Linked DNA regions of Sus scrofa: regions 1, 2, 3, 4, 5 and 7 are each linked to region 6. Evidence: chromatin contacts called from public Hi-C and HiChIP or PLAC-seq data. All regions are on one chromosome and are shown on one strand. Each heading gives the region's core, a stretch centred on a gene start, on an enhancer-like site or on the middle of the called end of the contact. The rest is flanking DNA. Distances are from core to core; before and after follow the strand shown.

The links. Hi-C and Micro-C count contacts between places; a contact is called where the count stands out from the background. HiChIP or PLAC-seq counts read pairs in DNA pulled down with a chosen protein or histone mark.
Region 1: a contact with region 6 is called in a Hi-C map of alveolar macrophages, with 2.8 times the contacts expected there. The contact joins the promoter of ZNF432 here to the promoter of LOC110261292 in region 6. A contact is called at or near these places in 2 of 47 Hi-C or Micro-C datasets (alveolar macrophages and retroperitoneal adipose tissue).
Region 2: a contact with region 6 is called in a Hi-C map of liver, with 7 times the contacts expected there. The contact joins the promoter of LOC100626048 here to the promoter of LOC110261292 in region 6. A contact is called at or near these places in 3 of 47 Hi-C or Micro-C datasets (epiblast stem cells, heart right ventricle and liver).
Region 3: an H3K27ac HiChIP or PLAC-seq map of alveolar macrophages shows a contact between it and region 6. The contact joins the promoter of LOC100624467 here to the promoter of LOC110261292 in region 6. A contact is called at or near these places in 1 of 47 Hi-C or Micro-C datasets (heart right ventricle) and 1 of 2 datasets of contacts at active chromatin or transcription factors (alveolar macrophages).
Region 4: a contact with region 6 is called in a Hi-C map of embryonic fibroblasts, with 1.5 times the contacts expected there. The contact joins the promoter of ZNF615 here to the promoter of LOC110261292 in region 6. A contact is called at or near these places in 2 of 47 Hi-C or Micro-C datasets (embryonic fibroblasts and heart right ventricle).
Region 5: a Hi-C map of liver shows a contact between it and region 6, with 7 times the contacts expected there. The contact joins the promoter of LOC100517161 here to the promoter of LOC110261292 in region 6. A contact is called at or near these places in 1 of 5 promoter capture datasets (liver) and 2 of 47 Hi-C or Micro-C datasets (heart right ventricle and liver).
Region 7: a contact with region 6 is called in a Hi-C map of liver, with 5 times the contacts expected there. The contact joins the promoter of ZNF614 here to the promoter of LOC110261292 in region 6. A contact is called at or near these places in 2 of 5 promoter capture datasets (fetal liver and liver) and 3 of 47 Hi-C or Micro-C datasets (heart right ventricle, liver and retroperitoneal adipose tissue).

Annotation. Positions count from the first base shown.
Region 1 is chr6:58,151,377-58,154,076 of Sscrofa11.1, reverse strand. It overlaps ZNF432 (zinc finger protein 432), which reads left to right and starts at 1,386. Exons shown (of 5, transcript XM_021094922.1): 1 at 1,386-1,513.
Region 2 is chr6:58,015,940-58,018,639 of Sscrofa11.1, reverse strand. It overlaps LOC100626048 (vomeronasal type-1 receptor 4), which reads left to right and starts at 1,378. Exons shown (of 5, transcript XM_013998724.2): 1 at 1,378-2,685.
Region 3 is chr6:57,257,291-57,259,990 of Sscrofa11.1, reverse strand. LOC100624467 (zinc finger protein 347) reads left to right here and starts at 1,446. Exons shown (of 4, transcript XM_021097261.1): 1 at 1,446-1,949. It overlaps LOC110261368, which reads right to left and starts at 2,594. Exons shown (of 3, transcript XM_021097569.1): 1 at 2,513-2,594; 2 at 1,414-2,000. The coding sequence starts at 2,594.
Region 4 is chr6:58,077,688-58,080,387 of Sscrofa11.1, reverse strand. It overlaps ZNF615 (zinc finger protein 615), which reads left to right and starts at 1,331. Exons shown (of 7, transcript XM_005653321.3): 1 at 1,331-1,500. The coding sequence starts at 1,450.
Region 5 is chr6:58,187,748-58,190,447 of Sscrofa11.1, reverse strand. LOC100517161 (zinc finger protein 84-like) reads right to left here and starts at 1,327. Exons shown (of 5, transcript XR_002344783.1): 1 at 904-1,327. LOC100625971 (zinc finger protein 613) reads left to right here and starts at 1,337. Exons shown (of 9, transcript XM_013995152.2): 1 at 1,337-1,539; 2 at 2,077-2,156.
Region 6 is chr6:57,723,329-57,726,028 of Sscrofa11.1, reverse strand. It overlaps LOC110261292 (zinc finger protein OZF-like), which reads left to right and starts at 1,297. Exons shown (of 4, transcript XM_021097266.1): 1 at 1,297-1,338.
Region 7 is chr6:58,133,569-58,136,268 of Sscrofa11.1, reverse strand. It overlaps ZNF614 (zinc finger protein 614), which reads left to right and starts at 1,326. Exons shown (of 3, transcript XM_021097260.1): 1 at 1,326-1,712.

The DNA of each region.
Region 1 (2,700 bases), core at 137-2,636, 430 kb before region 6:
GAAGCAAGTAGGAGAACCTGACGTCTGATCCTGAGCCCATGTTCTCAAGATCCCCGTTTCCCCTGCGTGAGTGAGTGTTCTCACACAGGGCTGGGGTAAGGAGAGGAAGAGAATATGAGGGGGAGCAGGGCTAGAAATGGTTAGTAGGCTTGTAAATGTCTGGCAAAGACTTCTTGATGATGTGAAGACGACGCATGGGGACTGTGAGAAAACTAGCTCTCTGAGGTCATTTTTTGCACAGGACTGTTCGTATTAGTGCCATCTGCAGTATTCAAAAAACTGGAAACCACTCAAAGGTCCACCAGCTGGTGAATGATTCATCTCATTTTGGAGTATCCAACACTGGGATACTAAGCAACAAAAAAGTCTGAACCACTGTCGCTTTAAAGCTGATGCTTTTTAAAAACATTCCTGCTATGTGAAAGAAGCCAGCACATATTGCTCATTTTATTTTTATTTATTTTCATTTCCCTGTCCCCCGGGGATTTGGAGTCCGAGAGCCAGGGATCAGATCCCAGCCACTGTTGCATCTTAAGCTGCAGTTGTGGACAAACCTGTGTCCCCGCACTCCCAAGAGGTGGCCAGTCCCCATGCGGCACAGCAGGAGCTGCACATACTACTAATTTTATGGAAAGAACGCAGACTGATCTATAATGGCACAAGGCAGTTCAGTGCTAGAAGGTAGCATGTTTTGCATTTGGGCAGGGTGAGGACCAAGGTTGAGTAAAGGCTCACAACGTCCACTGTTTCTGCTCACTTTGTGATCGCTGCATCCCCCGTACTATCACTTTTTCAAACCTCGGGTCTTCCCCTCACACTTTCGCCCGCCAGTTCGCAGCAAGCATTTGCTCTGCGGTACGGACAATTTCCTCCAAGATGGCCGCGCCCATGATGCTCCAGTTTAACGGCGCAAACCGTAAAGGACACACTGCGCCACCGTCTTTTTTTTTTTTTTTTTTTTTGTCGCGTATACGATAGTTTTTATAGAGCCTTCTTTTTCGAAATTAACCAGTGATGGAGATGTCCAGAGGTAGTTTTAATTTTTGACCGAGCAGAGACGTCCCAGCCGTCTGAGGATGTACGCCGCGCCCTTTTGGTCGTGGTGGGCTTCGGTCTTAGAAAAATTTGCGCCCTTCACAGTCCCCTTACAGCTAGCAACACCTGTCCATTCAAACGACTCTACCCCCACGTCATGTTTGTATTGTGTGAACTCGAGCCTCTGATAATCTCCCCGTTTTCCGTGAAGGGCTGAAGTGCCGGGAAACTGGAGAGTTCCAGCCACGGCCCCTGACAGTCTGGCTCGGCTTTCTGTACGTCAGGTGTGCAAAGATGGCGGCCCCCTCAGGGCTCCTAAGCAACGGCGGCGGCGCGCGTATATTACCTCATAAAGAAAAGCCGGAAACTCCCAATCCGTTCACCATAGAAACGCGATAGAAACGCTGTTGACCCGTGTCCGTTGGTCTCGGGAGAGGGGGCTGGGCGAGAGGACCAGAAGTGAAAGAAGTTTAGCGAAGTAAGTTAGGCCCGGAAGAGGTCGCTGCAGGTTCAGGAGAGAACCAGGTCGGTGTGAGGGTCGGTCTGTAGAATAGGCGGGGACGGGGACGGTCTGTTGGCCTTTCGGTGGGTTGTGGCTCTTCTGAGTCCGTGAAGGTAGCTTGGGGATGGTGGTTTTTTGGCTTTGGTTTTTTGGGGTTTTTCGTTTTTTTGGAAAGGAACAGGGAAGAGTCTGTGCTGGATGTTGTGATCGGGGCGTCTTTGGGGTCCATCAAAGGGGACTCTGGTGGTTAACGATTAAACGTCTGAACAGATGAAGCTGTCCTGAGGTCAGCGTTCAGGGTCTTCACGGGCCACTCTCCCTGCAGGTGACTGACACCTGGTTGGAGGGGCGGGGGGCGCTTGTCGAATGATTGCGGCTTCTTGTTCAGGGTCTCGAAGAATTTGGAGCCCGAAGGTCGAAGAACCGTTAAGGAGGTCCGCGTGCGCGTGTATCAGGTCTGGTTTGGTCTTAATCCGGTGGGGCGGTTATCACCGTCTTTTGTGCCGAGAGGTGGGACAGCAGAAGGTCTGGAGGCTGGGGAGTCCTGGTAGGTGCGTACGTTGAGCTCAGACTTTGGCAGCTGGGACAGACTTGAAGGTTAGTTAACATTTCTTAAAAGCTTCAGGTCCAAGTCTCTTTCTTCACCAGCACCCATTTTTCTCCTCCCTTTTGGCTCCCTCTATCACCCATTCTTTTGAATCCAAAGAAATGAAGAAAGTTTGGGGGAAGATGAACGATTTTGCATATTTAAATATAGTAAGCTTTTAAATTAGATTTCTATTGTAAATTGACTGATTTCATTTCAGCTTCTATATGCGAATATATAAAGGCTGCTGTTTTCCCAGTGCGTGTGTGTGTGTGTGGTGTGTGTGTGTGTGTACACACATATTTGTCTTTTTAGGGCCGCAACCTTGGCATATGGAGGTTCCCAGGCTAGGGGTCAAATTGGAGCTGTAGCTGCCCACCTACACCACAGCTCACAGCAATGCCAGGTCCTTAACCCACTAAGCAAGGCCAGAGATCAAACCTGCAACCTCATGGTTCCTAGTCAGATTTGTTTCCACTGTGCTACAATGAGAACTCCTCTTTGTGTGTGTGTGTGTGTGTGTGTGTGAGTGATCGTGGTTCTCATATTGAAGTGTGCATATAAACAGGGTGTACGA
Region 2 (2,700 bases), core at 129-2,628, 290 kb before region 6:
CATGGGCCCATCAGCGTGTCTTCAGCCACTGGAGGGAAAGACAATTCTAAAGCCCAGAATTGACAGTGCAACCTGTTTGGTGTCAGAGAGCTTTAACTGATGATAAAGAGACAAAGCAGACAAGGACAATGATGCCTAGCATAAATAAAGCCAAAGCAAAACCAGAGCCTTAGTCTTTGAGAACGGTGGAGAGCTGGAGGAGGTGAGATCTTTCTGGAATGTCTTGGAGATGAAACCTGAATTTTGTCCACAGGCCTAACATCTGTGAAGAGTTGCCGTTTAAGGATCCCGGCTCCTCTGTGACCGGCTGCATTGAGACAGGTGACTTCTGTTGAATTCATTTCTTCCTACTGGCCTCGAAGTGGGGTCTTCGCTCTCTCCTGTACCCCTTTTTCTTTCCCGTGATCCCATGAGGACGTGAGATCCCAGCTACAGTGAGTCCCATCCATAGGAAAGGAAACGGGAATTTGCCATGCTATGGCCAACCCAGAATTCAGTTGAAATCCTGGCTGTGGGTGATGTACTCCTCCAGGAATATTTTAATGCACCATCACTGCGCAAGTCACTGAGTCACACATCGAGGCAACATCAGTGAACAGGCAGGGGAACAGCTTTTATGGTGGTCCGTACAATCCAGTGAAGGAAAACAAGAGTAAGTAGATCCTAAAATGTCCAGGAAATGATAAAAGCTATGAGGAGAAATAAAATCTAGGAATAGATAGAAATTTAGGGTAATCTCTAGGTAGGAACGGAGGAGATTTCCCTCTCCTCAAGGAAGGGCTTTTCAGGATATAATCTGGGCCAAGACGGAAGTACTGAGGGACTCACCCATCATAATATTTGAAACCAGGACTTCCCGTTGTGGCTCAGTGGTTAACAAATCCGACCAGGAACCATGAGGTTGCGGGTTCGATCCCTGGCCTTGCTCAGTGGGTTAAGAATCCGGCGTTGCCATGAGCTGTGGTGTAGGTCGCAGATGCGGCTCGGATCCCATGTTGCTATGGCTCTGGCGTAGGCTGGCGGCTACAGCTCCGATTCGACCCCTAGCCTGGGAACCTCCACATGCCATGGGAGCGGGCCAAGAAAAGGCAAAAAGACAAAAAAAAAAAAAAAAAAAATTGAAATCAGAGAATATTTCAGGACTATTTCTATGATTGTCTATGACATGCTTCCTGCCTAGGAGAAATTTATTAAAAAAATTTTTTTTTTCCTCTTTAGAGCCACACAGGCAGCATATGGAGGGTCCCAGGCTAGGGGCTGATTCAGAGCTGCAGCTGCCAGCCTACACCACAGCCACAGCCATGCCAGATCCAAGTCTGTCTGTGACCTACGCCACAGCTCTTGGCAACGCTGGATCCTAACCCACCAAGGGAGGCCAGGGATGGAACCAGCACTCTCATGGATACTAGTGAGGGTCTGAGCCACACAACAGGAACTCCCTAATTGGCTTTTTGACGGCTATAGACTGCTCTGCTGAAAGGATGTGTTTAAATTACCGTACTATTCATCTGCTGATTGAACATTCAGGTTATTCCTAGTTTTAAAAAATTTCACCAAAATTTTTTGTGGTTAATATAGAAAGTTTGCTTTTGACAAAGATTCTTAACATTGGACTATCTAGACCAACAAGAATGAAAAATTTAAATTATAATTCTAAATTGACCTCTAGAAAGGAAGTACAAAAACAAAACAAAAAATAAAAAGGACTTATAGATTATATCCTCTACTACCCCCTTGGATGCATCAAATGACGGCTAATGTTTCTTAAATGTGTTTATTTTGAGAATGATGCCAATCTAATAGCATGGCCATCTCTTAATTACTCTGAAATACCCCTTATTTTTTTAAGGAAATATTTGCATATATTTGAAGCTTCACTCCTCCCCTTTCCCTAGAGAGGTAGCCACATTCCCAGGCCTGTGGCCCTTGCTCTTCACAAAGTCAGAGTCTCAGCATCGCCCCACCCCTCAATAGGTCTGTAACCAACAGACCTGTTGAGACTTGCGGTACTCATCCCCGTCCCCGCTCTACTTCATTGCCAAATTTCACCAGGACTTAAAGTCACAAGCGTTTTTTCACACTGTCTGGTCGCTGCTTTTACAACTTGTGTCGGCTCCTGCAAACTTCGATGATGGGCCAACGGCTCGTCTTAACACTGGCTCTTGGCAGCGGGGTTGGGGCTGCTCTCTGCCGTACGGAACTGTACTTCCTGTAAAATGGCCGCCTCCATGATGCTTTCTCATCACTGCGCGCGGGCGCCGCCATCTCTCCGTTTTGTCCAAAAGACGAAACAGACTCCGGCCTGCGCCGCCACGGCCTTGGATAGGGTCCAGCCTTTAAAAGATCATTCATCAAAGTGCTGCTGATCAACAATGAGGAGGGAAAGGCGAGGAGGTGGCCAAAAGTGATTTCAACTCCTGTTCCGAGCCGTAGCCTCCATAGGTACCGCTTCCGCCATGATCGCTGAGATGGGCGTGGTCACGTTACGTCATAGAGGTGGGCGCGAGCCCCGAACTCCAGCACCCCGAAACCGTCTGAGGACGCACCGGACCAGAAGCGTCCCTAGCGACAGGGAGAGAGGGGGCTTGGGCGCCACAGCACAGGAAATCATTTGGCATGGGAATCATTTTGGAAGCGATTTCAGTCTTTGGTAGCTGCCCGGAGTCTTGAGAATCCCAGCATCAGGTGGGTCAGCGTCTG
Region 3 (2,700 bases), core at 197-2,696, 470 kb after region 6:
CTTTGGCTCAGATCCGGCGTTGCCATGGCGGTGGCACAGGCCTCAGCAGCTCCAATTCCACACCTAACCCAACTTCCATATGCTGCAGGTGCAGCCATAAAAAGAAAAAAATACTTTAAGCTCTTCTCCAGAAGAAACTGGCACAACATTGTAAATCAGCTATACTTTAATTTTAAAAAGCTGTGCTGTTCTGAAAACAAGAAATAATTCTTTCTTCCATTATCGTTTTCCATTTTTTCTTTTTAATTCATTGTTCAGAAGAAAATATTTTTGTCTTAAAATCAAAATTATATTAAAAATACTATATAAGTATCCATATTACAATCTTCATTCTCAAGCATTTACTTTTCTTCAATAAGATGCCTTTCCTAAGTATTTTAAAAAAATTATGCAGTTAGATAAAAATTTTTTTTTTGCTTTTTTATTGTGTCTGTATGCAATGTTGGACACTAAACTTACTGCAGTAATCATTTCAATACATAGAAGTCAGAACATTATGCTGTAAACCTTAAACTCATACAGTGATATGCGTCAGAGACGCTGAAATATAACTCGGGGAAAATGTGATCTTAAGAGGTAAATAAAACCCTTTAGAAAAAAACCCACTGCAATCCACAGCAATTTTTTAAAATGCACTGCTATTTTTTTTTGGCCATGCCCACAGCGTGCCTACGCTCCCCACCAGGGATTGAACCCATGCCACAGCCACAACCAGAGCCACAGCAGGAACAATGAGATATCCTTAACTTGCTGTGCCACCAGGAAACTGCCCCCCCCCTTTATTGCTATTTTTAAAGCGATGTTTAATAACAAAGTATCAGATGGCTTCATTCTCCTGCGTCAGACCCCAGGTTTTGTTCTTGAGTCTCTGGCACTGAGAGCTTGTTGCGTTTGCCCCCCACCCCATGGCTGAATGAGGCGGGGAAAGGAAAAGCTGTTTTGTACGGTTTCAGCATGAAATAACCCGTTCTACCCAGGGAGGGTTTCATATTTCTCATTCTACTTTGTGATACAGAGAAAATTCCAGCTCTTGTTTCCGTAGCAGGCTTATATTAATTCTAATTGCAGAAAATGTTCCCACAGCCAGGCACTGCCCCAGAGCAGCCACCTGGACCAACGTTCCCAACCGCTGAATTGCTTGAGCCGCAGAAGCAGGACGTGTGAGCAAACTGCTGGCAAAATAGCCTTTTTTTTTTTTTTTTTTTTATGGCCTCACCCGCGGCAGATGGAAGTTCCCAGCCAGGGACTGAATCCAAGCCACAGCTGCGACCTATGCCACAGCTGCGGCAACCCACTGCGTCACAGCAGGAACTCCCAAAATAGCTTTTTAATTCAAACCGGTTTGAACTTGTTTAGGAGGAAACGTCTTAGATTCCATGACATCAGTGGTCCACACAAGTAGAAGTTTTTTACCTTAAAAGCAGCCGTGGCAGGAGTTGTGCGGCGGCGCCGCCGAGGCAAGGATCCCGGCTGGCTCTGCCGCAGCGCGGGACCCGGGCCAGGCGCAGTGGGCCCGGGAGTCGCTGTTCTCCGAGGCTGCCTGGGCTGCCCGCCAGGCGCAGCGGGGGGAAGGCTCCCACGGCCGCAGCTGTGGTGTAGGTCGCAGCTGCGGCTCTTATTCGCCCTGCCCCCGAGCGGGAATTTCCATATGCCGCAGGTGCGGCGGGGAAAAAAAAGAAAGAAAGAAAGAAAAACAAACAAAAGCAGTTTCAAAGTCCGCAGAAGCGCGCTCCCCGGCCAGCGCCGGGGCCCCTCGCCCCCGCGCACATCTGGTCTCCCTCCTCCCCCGCCACCCCCGCCCCGGACCCTCCGGCCCGCAGCGCTCAGCGCAGGCCCCGCCCGGAAGCCCCGCCCCTGGCGCTCGGCAGGCGCCTTTTTTCCGGAAGCGGAAGCAGGAGCGGGAGCAGCCGCGGACAGCAGGGAGTGAAGGGAAGGTCCGGCTGGACGGGGTAAGTTTCTCCTTTCTTGTGTAAATGTGTGTTCGCGGTGCGCCTTCCTCCCTCCTCAGGGTGTGGGAGTGACTTCAGGCCTAAGATCCCAGCGCCCGGGCCCCCGCCCCTAGTAGATCCAGATGTTGCCGTTCCTGGTCGGGTTATCTTTTCTTTGGTGTGTGCACTCGCTCTGAGGCTGGTCCCTGCCCTTGGCTTTTCTGCCTTCGGTCCACGTAGAGGCTGTCTTTCTTTCGCTGGGTTCTTTTTCATAAAACCCCGCACTACCTCTGCGGGTCCCCCCCCCCCCGCGCCGGGGTAAACCCCTCTTTCAAGAGGTGGGTTCGGAGCCCCCCCCCGCACCCCCAGACTTTCTGCCCCGCCCCTGGAGGGCAGCTCCAGCCGCCCGGCTCCCGGAGAGTCCGCGTCCTCGCCCTGGTCCTGGGATTCGGGAACCCGCCCTCTCCTGAGACACCCTCCGTCCAGCCCCTCTGTCCTCGCGGCTCCTCAGGCCGGTCCTTCTGTCCCGCAGGCCTCCCCTGCGGAGTCAACCCTTCCCCGCACCCCGCGAAAGGGGAGGTGACCTGGGCCACCGTGTGACGCCCAGTGTTCTACGGTCCCAAATTCCACCCCGCTGGAAAATGTGTTTTTCCAGTAGGCGGGCATTTTATTCAGTCACCATCTCGGTAAATACGTGGGCGATGCGGATCAGGAGAAGCAGAGACAGAAAGCGACTGAGACAAAAATAGAAAACTGAAAAGGAGGAAAGAAT
Region 4 (2,700 bases), core at 82-2,581, 350 kb before region 6:
TCAGCCACATTAAAGTATCCGTTAAACTGGGGTGTCCTTGAATAACAACATATTCAATTATGCTCAGTTTACATTATGATCCTCTTATTATCCAAAATCTTACATTCTTACCACAAGATTTGTTGTGCTATTTTTCTTGTATGTCCCAGACATCCTCACTTATTTTTAATCCTAGGTAGTTTATAATTTTGCAGTTGTAGGGATTTTTTGTTTGTTTGTGTGCGTGTTTGTTTTTTAGGGCCGCACACATGGCATATGCAAGTTCCCACGCTAGGGGTTGAATCGGAGCTACAGCTGCCAACCTACACAGCCTCAGCAATGCAAGATTGTTGCGAGACATGTTTTTATAATATTTTCTTAGCCTCTTTGCTGAAAACTCCATCTTGTCCGTCCTTACTTTGTCCCGTCTTCCTGCTTGAGAAACAGTCAGGGTGATGGTAAATGACTTAAGCTTAAGAACAAAGATCTAAAGGCATGGGTTATTCGCGGGGTCAGCAAAAGTAACTGGATAGTTGTTTTATTATTGTTGGATTTTGATAACTCTTTATAAATGCTGAATATAAGTCCTTTATCAGATGTTAAATATGTAAATATTTTCTCCTAATCTCTGGCGCTACTCATTACTTTCTTAAAGTTGTGTTTAGAAATACAAAGGTTTGGAGTTCCAGTGATGGCGCAGCGGAAACAAATCTGACTAGGAACCATGAGGTTGCAGGTTCGATCCCTGGCCTCACTCAATGGGTTGAGGATCTGGCATTGCCATGAGCTGTGGGATGTCCATTTACTGAATGCATTGCCTTTTCTTTTTCCAGGAGTTCCTTCTCTGCTGCTATACCAACCGCTGAACTTTTGGTCCATTGCAAACCTGCCTCTCTCGGTTTAAAATACACACTGTAAAATAAAGCCCATGGCAATATTCCTTTTCTGCCCAGTCCGCAAAACGAAGTTTAGGTAACTCCACATTTGCTTCACAAACCTTGAGTCTCTAAAAATCTGCTAATTTCTGAAGAGTCGAAGTGCCAGGAAATTAGATAAATTCAGCGGCGTCTTGCCTTCCCTGCCATCCCTGACTCTGGGAACCCAAACCCACCCCTTGGCCTTCCGTACGTCAGGCGTCCCAACATGGCCGCTCACTGGGTCCTCTGCAACTTGGGCGCGGACATATTGCCTCACTAAGAGCTGCCGGAAATCCGGTCTTCCGCGTTTCCCCAAACGCTTCAGACCCTCTTCGGCCGCCATAGGCGGACGAAAACACTGGGGAGACGGAGTAGAAATTGTTCTTGAAAGCGTTACCTTTAGACTCTCGTGGGAGGGAGAAAGTCCGGTCAGTGTGTGCATTTGTCCCGTGAAGTTTTGTGTGTTTTTTGTCCCATAGGAGGTGACGTCACGCCCACTGGTTGGACGTGGTGTAGTGTGGACAGAGTTATTGGAGGGTTTGGGGAAAGCGCCATGGTGAAGGTGTTTGAGAGGAGCGAGGAGAGCGTCTGCCGCGTCAGTCAGGTTGGGGTACCTTGGGCGGTGGTCGTTAAAACGATTAAGAATTTGCAGAGATCATGGACTGTGTCTCCACTCTCAGGGTCTGGGCGTCTTTGCAGGTCGCTCTGTTAAGGATGCAGGTGGCATTTATGATGATCACGGTTCAGGTTGAGGTTCGGGAACGGGGCTCAGTGATATTCGTGCCGTGGTTGATGGTTTTCACATGGGGGTGTCTGTCCCAGGTTTCGTATTAATGATGAGATGTGCAGTCACTGTCTCTGGTACAGAGAGGCTTGTTAGAGCTGAAGCTATGGACGCCTAGGATTTCTGACTGGTGGTTTGACAAGTTCCAACCTGGGCGGATGGGTGGGAAGACGTTACAGTCCGGAGGAGTTTGAAACGACGTTTTTTCGCTTTTTATTCAGGGGTTGAGTAACTGCAGAGAGTTACTAATCCTGCCAAGCCAATCTCTTGTGTTTCTCTTTGTCTGCTTTCGCCCTGCAAAGGCAGAATTGGGTCCTTGTGACAGATTTTTAAATTTTTTAAAGTTTTTATAGTTTTTTTTGGCCGTGCCTGCGGCATGGGAAAGTTCCTGGGCCAGGGATGGAATCCAAGCCACAGCAGTGACAACGTAGGATCCTTAACCCGCTGAGCCACCGGCGAACTCCCTTTGTGACAGATCTTAACCCTCAAAGGAGAAATATATACTATCTATCCCTTTGTAGAAAACGTTTGCTAATGCCTGCCTTCACCCACTTAACATACAGCAGCGTTCACTTGCTTATTTGCCTGACACACATTCACACTTTCTTACTTGCTAATAGAATCTCTATTTTATTTATTCGTCTAGCCTTCTGGCAGGATATATGGCAATACTAATCAGTCATAGTTAATTATAGTGGTTCCAGTTGCCATTGCTAGTGATCAAATTAGTATGAAATGAGCTTAGGTTTTTTTTTAATCTTTTTAGGGCCGCCCCCGCAGCATATGGAGATTCCCAGTCCAGGGGTAGGATTGGGCATGTAGCTGCTGGCCTACGCCAAAGTCACAGCAACGCTGGATCCTTAACCCACTGAGCAAGGTCAGGGATTGAACCTGTGTCCTCATGGCTGCTAGTCAGATTTGTTTCCGCTGAGCCGCGACGGAAACTGTGAAATGAGCTTAAGTATATGGTGCAGTTCTAGCCAGCAATCTACGTAAAAATCTGCTGGGGGATTTGTGGGG
Region 5 (2,700 bases), core at 78-2,577, 460 kb before region 6:
ATATCATATATTTGCCTTTCTCTGACATAAATCATGACTTCTAACAGATTATCATCAGCATACCCAGACCCAAACTCAGATTCCCATGATTCTCAGTGACCACTGGAGACCCTCAAAGACAAGAAACAAAACTGCCCCAAGAACTAACCTACCCACAAGGACACCCCACTCACTGACCATCTGGAATGATGCCCCAGTCGCTGACCCGCATCCCCTACCTATGTCCCAAACACTCACCTAAGCCAAGGACATTAAAAAACACCAAACTGCCAGTCAAAGCGGTGTCAATCACTTACCTCCCACCATGGGCATTCCCATTAGTGAATTTTCCAGAGAGCTCTCAATCACTCACTTATACCCCAAGGATTCCCCAGTCGCTGACCTTCCTCCAGGGATTCGCCAATCGCTGACATCCCTCTAAGGCTTCCAAAGCAGATCTTCCCCCAGAAGACCTTTTCAGGCTCAGACACGCCCTCAAAGAAACCTCAATTCCTGACTTCCTACAGGGACAACCCAATCACTGATGTCCTGTCATTCACCCCCAATCAATAATCTTCCCCCCAAAGATGCTCCTGTTACTGACCTCTTCACCCAAGTGCATCCCAGTCACTGACCCACTCCCTAGGTCGTGGCAAACACTGATTTGCCTCCAATGCCACCCAGCCACTGACTTCTCCCACAAAGAGTAACCCCACGCCAACTCCAATCTTTCCCAATATCCTGACCCTCTGCAGGCCATCCTCATTTCTGACCATCCCGCTTCCTGAACCATGGAATGCATCCCCTGTCCTACAAGGGCTCGCTCCTCTCACCGACTCCCCGTAGCCCTCCCCTACCTCAAAGCTCGTATCTCCGCAAAGCTCAAACTACTTCTGCTCCCAGAACGCGAAACTGAGACCCTACCCCCCAAGTAGATCCTTCGTGCACCAGCTGATTCACAAACTTAGCTGTTCCTCCTCGGAAATCGAGTTTAGCTTCCGTAGCATTCGAGTCTGTAGGCCGCCAACCTTCGATCGACGAAGATTCCCTTTAGCTTTCACGTCTTTTAGACAAAGACACTGTGACAGAGTATGGCAGCGCCCTGGCGGTGGGAACCGCCATCTTGGAAGATCTGCCGTACAACCACTTTTCCTGCCCCCCAAAACTTGTCGGCTTAACGCCAATCGCAATGTCGCACAGGGCAGTGCGCGTGCTCTAGCCCATCTCCGGGGAGACCCGGGTCTCAACCCAGAAAGGCGCCGCAACCCCAAAGATGTCCACTTCCACTTTGTCTCTTCTACGTACCAAGCTACACAACCACAGTGGGCGCGGCCATCTTAAAAAAGGTGCGCACATCCTTAAGGGAAAAGGAAGCGACCTTTAGGGAGTTGGGAGCCCGTGGAGTGGTTTCCAGGAATGCTTTTCCAGAACAGCGTAGGGTTTGGAGAAGTCAGGGTGGTACCAGGGAGGTAGCATGTCCCACTGTGGGCCCAGAGTAAACAAATTTTGTTAAAGGAAAAGACTGGTGGTGAAAGTTTGGTGACACCTCCAGGGAGAAAGGTGAGAGCGCTGTTGGGAGGATAGAGCTGATAGCGAGGGAGGGGTTTTGTTTCTGACCTGACTGAGGTGGAGGGTGGTCAAATGGGGAGGAATAGAGGGCCAGAAACTCTTGGTAGAAATTTCTGTGCAGACTTTATTTCAATTCAATTTTTTTTTTTTTTTGGTCTTTTTTTCTTTTCTAGGGCCGCACCTGCGGCATATGGAGGTTCCCAGGCTAGGGGTCTAATCAGAGCTGTAGCCGCCTACCTACACCACAGCCACAGCAATGCCAGCTGCAAGCCATCTCCGTGACCTACACCACATCTCACTGGCAACGCTGGATCCTTAACCCACTGAGCGAGGCCAGGGATCGAACCCGCAACCTCAGGGTTCCTAGTTGGATTCCTTAACCACTGTGCCACGATGGGAACTCCCCAATTCAGTCATTTTTACATGCTTTTTCTAGTGAAGAAATTAGTAGAATTGGAATTACTGAAATTAGTAGAACTTTCATTCAATGAGAATGAAAACTTTTAATTGGATTGATTTTTTTTCCAGGTTGTTGTGCAAAAATGTTCTATTAATGAATACATTTTACCGGCTGTTATCCATCCTCCCCCAAGAACTCCAACTGAAAAGTAAGAGCTAATTTTTATTAAGTGTATACACATTTTTTTTTGAATGAGGGACTATTTCAAACATAATAGTAACATGATCTTAATATTCTGAAAGCTATTGATGGTGGACATAAGTATTACCCTTATTTTAGATTGGGGGTGGTGGGGTGCTGATTCTGTCAGAGTGCCTGTTTCCTAACCACCTCATCAATCTTTTAATCTTTGCACATGCTAAGGGTGAATAAACATTTTATAAGTTGTGTATTTATTTTCTATGTTAGGTTGGTTATCTTTTTCTTAATCATATTGCGGCTGTTTATATCAATTCAACTTCCATTCTCCCCATCCTAGAGCAACCGCTATCTTACTTTCGGTCTCTATAGATTTGCCTATTCTGGGTATTTTATATGTTCAGTCATATGATAGGTGGTTTTTGTAACTGGCTTCTTTCACTTAGCATAATGCTTTCAAGGTTCATCCATGTGGTACCATGATTCTGTACTTCATTCCTTTTCATTGAGAATGTATACATTGTGAATGTATAGCGCTTTTTTTTTCTCTTTCA
Region 6 (2,700 bases), core at 48-2,547:
CAGCTCGGTTTCAAGGGCTGCGAGGTGCATGACTTTCTTCTTCTTGGTTGGTAGTTGAAAGGCCAGTAAAAGAACAATCCCCTCGTCCGGGCTCGAAGAGCGACACCCCAAATCACTCACGAGAAGCGGTCTTGATGCAAACAGCAAGAGGATTTTATTCCAAGCGCGCTGGGGCCCACAGTCGTACACCACGCAGGGGTAGAGGACTGCGGCCCCGAGTGCGGAATCGGGACAGCTTTTATGGGGTTCACAACAAAGCCTGTGCGTCACAAACCAATCATTTTAAAATATCGAGAGCCCGCGCTCCGTGGACCAATCATTTTAAAATATCGAGAGCCCGCGCTCCGTGGACCAATCATTTTAAAATATCGAGAGCCCGCGCTCCGTGGACCAATCATTTTAAAATAGCTCCGGAGGTCCGCATCTGCGTGGGCTCCTGGGCAGAGTGACAGATTGCAGTTGAGATAGGTCACTAGGGCTGTCAATGTGTAATCAATTCTTCTATGGTGCCAGTCAGTTTTACAGAATCCAGATAAGCGATTAGTCAACTCATTTCCTGTTATCTTACTTAGGCCAGGATAGCAGGCCCTGGAACAATAGGAAGTGTGACCTTCTACCTATTTACTGGCAGCCAGCAGGGTCTGGAATTCGGGGGCATTTAGAGCTTTTTATTAACTTCCTGGGTTCTGGGAGGGTTAGGTTGCATTTTCATCCTTTCATTGTGAGGTATAGGGAGGCGCTCCAGGAATCTTGAGCTCAGCCTAAAATTAACATCCTCCACCTAGGTGTGGGTTTAGTTCCCATAGAATAACTCAGAGATAATTCAGGAGCACCCAGGATCCTGCTTTAATCACTGCATGCACCGTTGTTGCTTGATTGCTCCTCCTTCGTTTCTGCATTCCCTTACTTCCTGATTAGCAACTATGTGACTCTGACTTTTGATACTCAAGGAGAGTCTAGGAGGCTGAAGCCTATTTCCCACAAACAGGAAGAGGGACATAAGAAAGGATTTGTACCGGGGAGAGTGACGGATCCTGCGTGGTTTCAACAGTGTCTTAAAATAAGCAGGAAGCAACAGGGTTGCACAGAAGAAACAGACAAGCACTTTCAAATCCTGAAAACCAGAGGCACCGGGAGAGTGCAGCCCTAGCCCCGCCCCCCGATCTGGCCCCGCCCCCGATCTGGCCCCGCCCGGGTCCGCTCTCTTTTACGTCTCTACGTCCCTCCCAGCCCAGGCCCCGCCTCCACGTCGCCCCGCCTCTCTCCTCCACGCTCACTGCGCAGTTTCCTGCAGACCCGGAAGCGGTTCCCGCGGAGCGAGGGTCACCCTACGAGAGCGTGAGTTTCATCTTTCTTGTTTAAACCGGTGTTTGCGGTACCCTGTCCCCCGTATCTGGGTCCGAGGCTCCTACTGATCCTAAAATCCCGGCCTTCGTCCAGCAGACGAAGTAAATGCAGGCGTCGCCGTGCGAGGCGGGAGGGGGAGGGGCTGCGGCTTCGCTTTCCTGTGGAAATCCGCGAGCGGATCCCTGCCCCTCGCGCCCCCTTGCCTCGGCGTCTCCGCCCCTGGAGGGCCGCGAGCCCACCGCCCCGCTGCAGGAGAGGCTCCGTCCTGCTTCTGGCCCCGGGATTCTGGAGAGCCCGCTCCGTTCCAGAAACACACCCACTTTCCTTCACCTCGCACACTCCACAGCCGGGATGTTCTGGTTCCCAGGCCCCTCGTTTTTAGTCTCTGTCTCTCCTCACCTTGCAGTTGGGGAAAAAAGCTAAAACGGGCCTGTCTTGAGACACTCAGAATTTTTCTGCCCCAAATTCTACCCCACTCGATAACGTGCTCTGTTACTGTGGAATTAATAAACGGGCATCTAATCCTTTCTGTTGACTAAACAGGTATCACCTAGAAGTTGAGAATTATGTTTTATTTGGCAGATAAAACTGAGGACTTGGGGTTGGTAGATGCACACTATTGCATTTAGAATGGATAAGCGGTGAGGTCCTACTGTACAGCACAAGGGAACTATAGGCTTTTGGATAAGAACATGGTAGAAGATAATATGAGAAAAAGAGCGTGTGTGTATGCATGGTTCACTTTATTGTACAGCAGCAGTTGGCACAACATTGTAAATCAACTTACAATCAAAAAACCAAAACTGCGGACTTAAGCCCAGCCACAGCCTCTCTGAGGGACTGCTCCCAAGAGGTGAAGGAGGAGCCGAGGGTGTATAGGAGTTTTGCAAAAACAAAACGAAAAAAGCCACAACAACAATCCAGTTAGTTGGCGCATCCAAAGATTCGTGTTGGAGTTCCCATCGTGGCTCAGCGGAAACGAATCTGACTAGGAACCATGAGGACAAAGGTTTGATCCCTGACCTCACTCAGTGGGTGAAGGGTCCTGCATTCCCCTGAGAGGTGGTGTAGTCTTGCAGACGCGGCTTCAGTCTGTCGTTGCTGTGGTTGTGGTGTAGGCCAGCGGCTATAACCCCTAGCCTGGGAACCTCCGTATGCTGCGGGTGTGGCACTTAAAAAAAAAAAAAAAGTTAAGTGTTAAAGAAAACCAGAAATGTCAAGTTAATGAATTTACTGCTTTTCAGTGTATGGGAAGGTGGTAAAGTCTGGGCTCTTGGAAATCCTTCCTTGGATGTGCACCTTGACTGTCCAAGGCCAGCATTCTGCTTTTCTCCATCCTGAGTCCCCTCAGAG
Region 7 (2,700 bases), core at 77-2,576, 410 kb before region 6:
TGCCAGGGGCACAGCCAAAAAAAGGGAGCATATTTTAATATTTAATCCAGTTTAAAGTGGTGAGTTCTGCTTTTAGCAAAAAAAAAAAAAAAAAAAAAAAAAAAAATCCCATATAGTGTTGTGGCACTATTCAATCCCCAGCTCTGTGCTGAGTAATTCATTCCTTTAAAAAATGTTTTTATTTTATTTTTTATTTTTGTCTTTTGTCTTTTTAGGGTCTCACCCTCGGCATATGGCGGTTCACAGGCTAGGGGTCTAATAAGAGTTGTAGCCACCAGCCTACACCACAGCCACAGCAATGCCAGATCCTTAACCCATTGAACAAGGCCAGGGATCAAACCTCATGGTTCCTAGTTGGATTTGTTTCCGCTGCACCACAATGGGAACTCCTAAAAATGTTTTGGATCCAGCTGGATGCAGCTCGGATCCAGTGTTGCTGTGTTTGTGGGTTAGCCCTCATATGCATCTCGGATTCGACCCCTAGCCTGGGAACTTCCATATGCCGATGTTCAGCTCTTAAAAAAAAAAAAAATAAAATGTTTTTTGAGCATTATTTTGCCAGGCTCTGCTTTTGTCTCTGGAGAGACTTCAGTGAACAAACAAGCAAAGTCATGGGCTTCATGGAACGTAAAGTCTCGTGAAGCCTCCTGAGTAAAACAGGAGAATGTCAGTTCTGAAAAATGCTATGGAGAAATTTTAAGCCTAGTATATGGGCTGTAATGGAGGAGCTTCATTTATTTTTGGAAGGAAACCCAGACATACACTTGCACCTTCACTTCATCACCCTGCCCACTAGAGGTTGCTCTGTATCCACTCCCATGTGGGTATTAGCATTTTTATCCAACTCTGCCTGGGCTTCGCCTTTTCTTTTTTCTTCTTCTTCTTTTTTTTTTTTTTTTTTTTTTTTTTTTGCTACACCCATGTGGCCTGCGGAAGTTCCCAGGCCAGGGATCGAACCTGCGCCACAGCAGCGACCTGAGCCACAGCAGTGATACCAGATCCTTAACCTGCTGAGCCACAACAGGAACTCAGCCTTCACCTCTTCAGTGGCTGTCTTGCTTCCTTCCCAAAGACCTTACCCACTCCACACACAACTGCTCTCTCCCCAAACCTAAGATTTTTAGTGACCACTGCTTTTATCAACTCTGCGGCCGCTGCCTTTCCAGTGATGTCTCGGCTTCTACCTTTTAAAATCTTTCCAGGTCTCCTAGGATCTGAGCCCTTTTCTGCCGTACAGACATGAGTCTTGTTCCAAGATGGCCGCGCCCATGGTACTCCATAGCGCTTCCGATCTGAAGTACACAAAGGGCGTCGCCATCTTTCTTGGTTCCCCAGCAGGCTGAACGAGCCATGTTGGCCTTGGAGAGGCATCTGCCTCCGAAATCTTACATTTAGTACATCACTGCTGACTGTCCCTCGCAACCAGGAGGTGAAAGCTTTGAGGCGGTCAGGAACGATTTCTCCCCACAGCCGTGATGGCCCCGCCCATCCAAACGTCAATGTGGGCGGGGCCGTGTTACGTCACAGAGCGGAGCCCGCAGTTGGAACTCGGAAACCCCGGCAACGCGCCAAGGTTCTCGTGGGATTCCCCGGTCCCAGGTGGTCAGCGTCTCTAGGGACCGCAAAGGAGGGCGTCCGGACAGAAAGTGGTTTTCTGGTCGTGGGCTCAGCCTTTCGTCGCTCCCAGTGGTACCTGAAGAGGTTGAGATTAGGTGAGTTGGATTCTGGGCTTGGATTCGTGGTCTGTGGGGTTCTATGAAGCTGAGCGTGTGTAAAAGACCGTAGTTTGGATTTTATTTAGATTCAGCCCCTGAGCGTTTGTGATGGAGCCTTTAGTAATCAGTGATTAAGAGTCTGAAGAAATCGTCGGCCGAGAGTCCGATTGGCACTATTTGAGGTCTACTTGGATCACTCTGCTTAAGAGACTCAGTGGTTGAAAAAGCGGTGGAAAGTTTGAACGCGGTGTCTGGTCTGGGTTCCAGATGTAACGTGGGACTCTGTTGAAGTCCGGGTTAGCGGGATGTCCTTGTTGGTTTCTTGGGCATGTCTGGAGTTTAATGTGGCATTTAATATAGGACTCAGTCAAGAGACTTGTGCCTGGCGCGCTCACTATTTGGGGAGGTTCAGGGCCCCCTGGAGAATCTGTAGGCTGGCTTAGGATCAGACTTTGAATGCGGGGAAACAGGCTTGAGGGCTGCATTTCTCCAGTTCATTCAAATACAATTCTCTCCTTCAAGTCTGCCCTCAAGGACTTGACTAAAAATTTTTTTTCTCTCTCACACTGCCGCGTTCAGCGCTGCAGGGCAACGGGGAAATCCTGGACTGTGGGGTCTAACAAAACACACGAGACTCTTTTACAGAAAGAAAGTGGGGGACCAGGAGGCCCTCCGTTCCACAGAACAGAGGCGCCTAGGCTTTAGTCCTCATGACTTGTATTAGGGAAGGTGACGTAGGTTCCTGAGCAAAATCAGGTGCAGGCAATGACAAAGCCATCTCTGAGTGAATAACAGAGGAAACGACTAGCAGCTAGTGACAGGTGCATCCCTCCAGGGCATCGTGCAGCTGCTCCTGGTTCATGTATGACTCCCTTATCTTGCGTTTGAAGGAGACCCTGTACCTGAGAACTCTGCGTCAGCAGTCCTTAGCTTGCTGTGCTTTTGCATGTGCGCCAAGTTTGCCTTCTGCAGAGTTCAGCAGTTC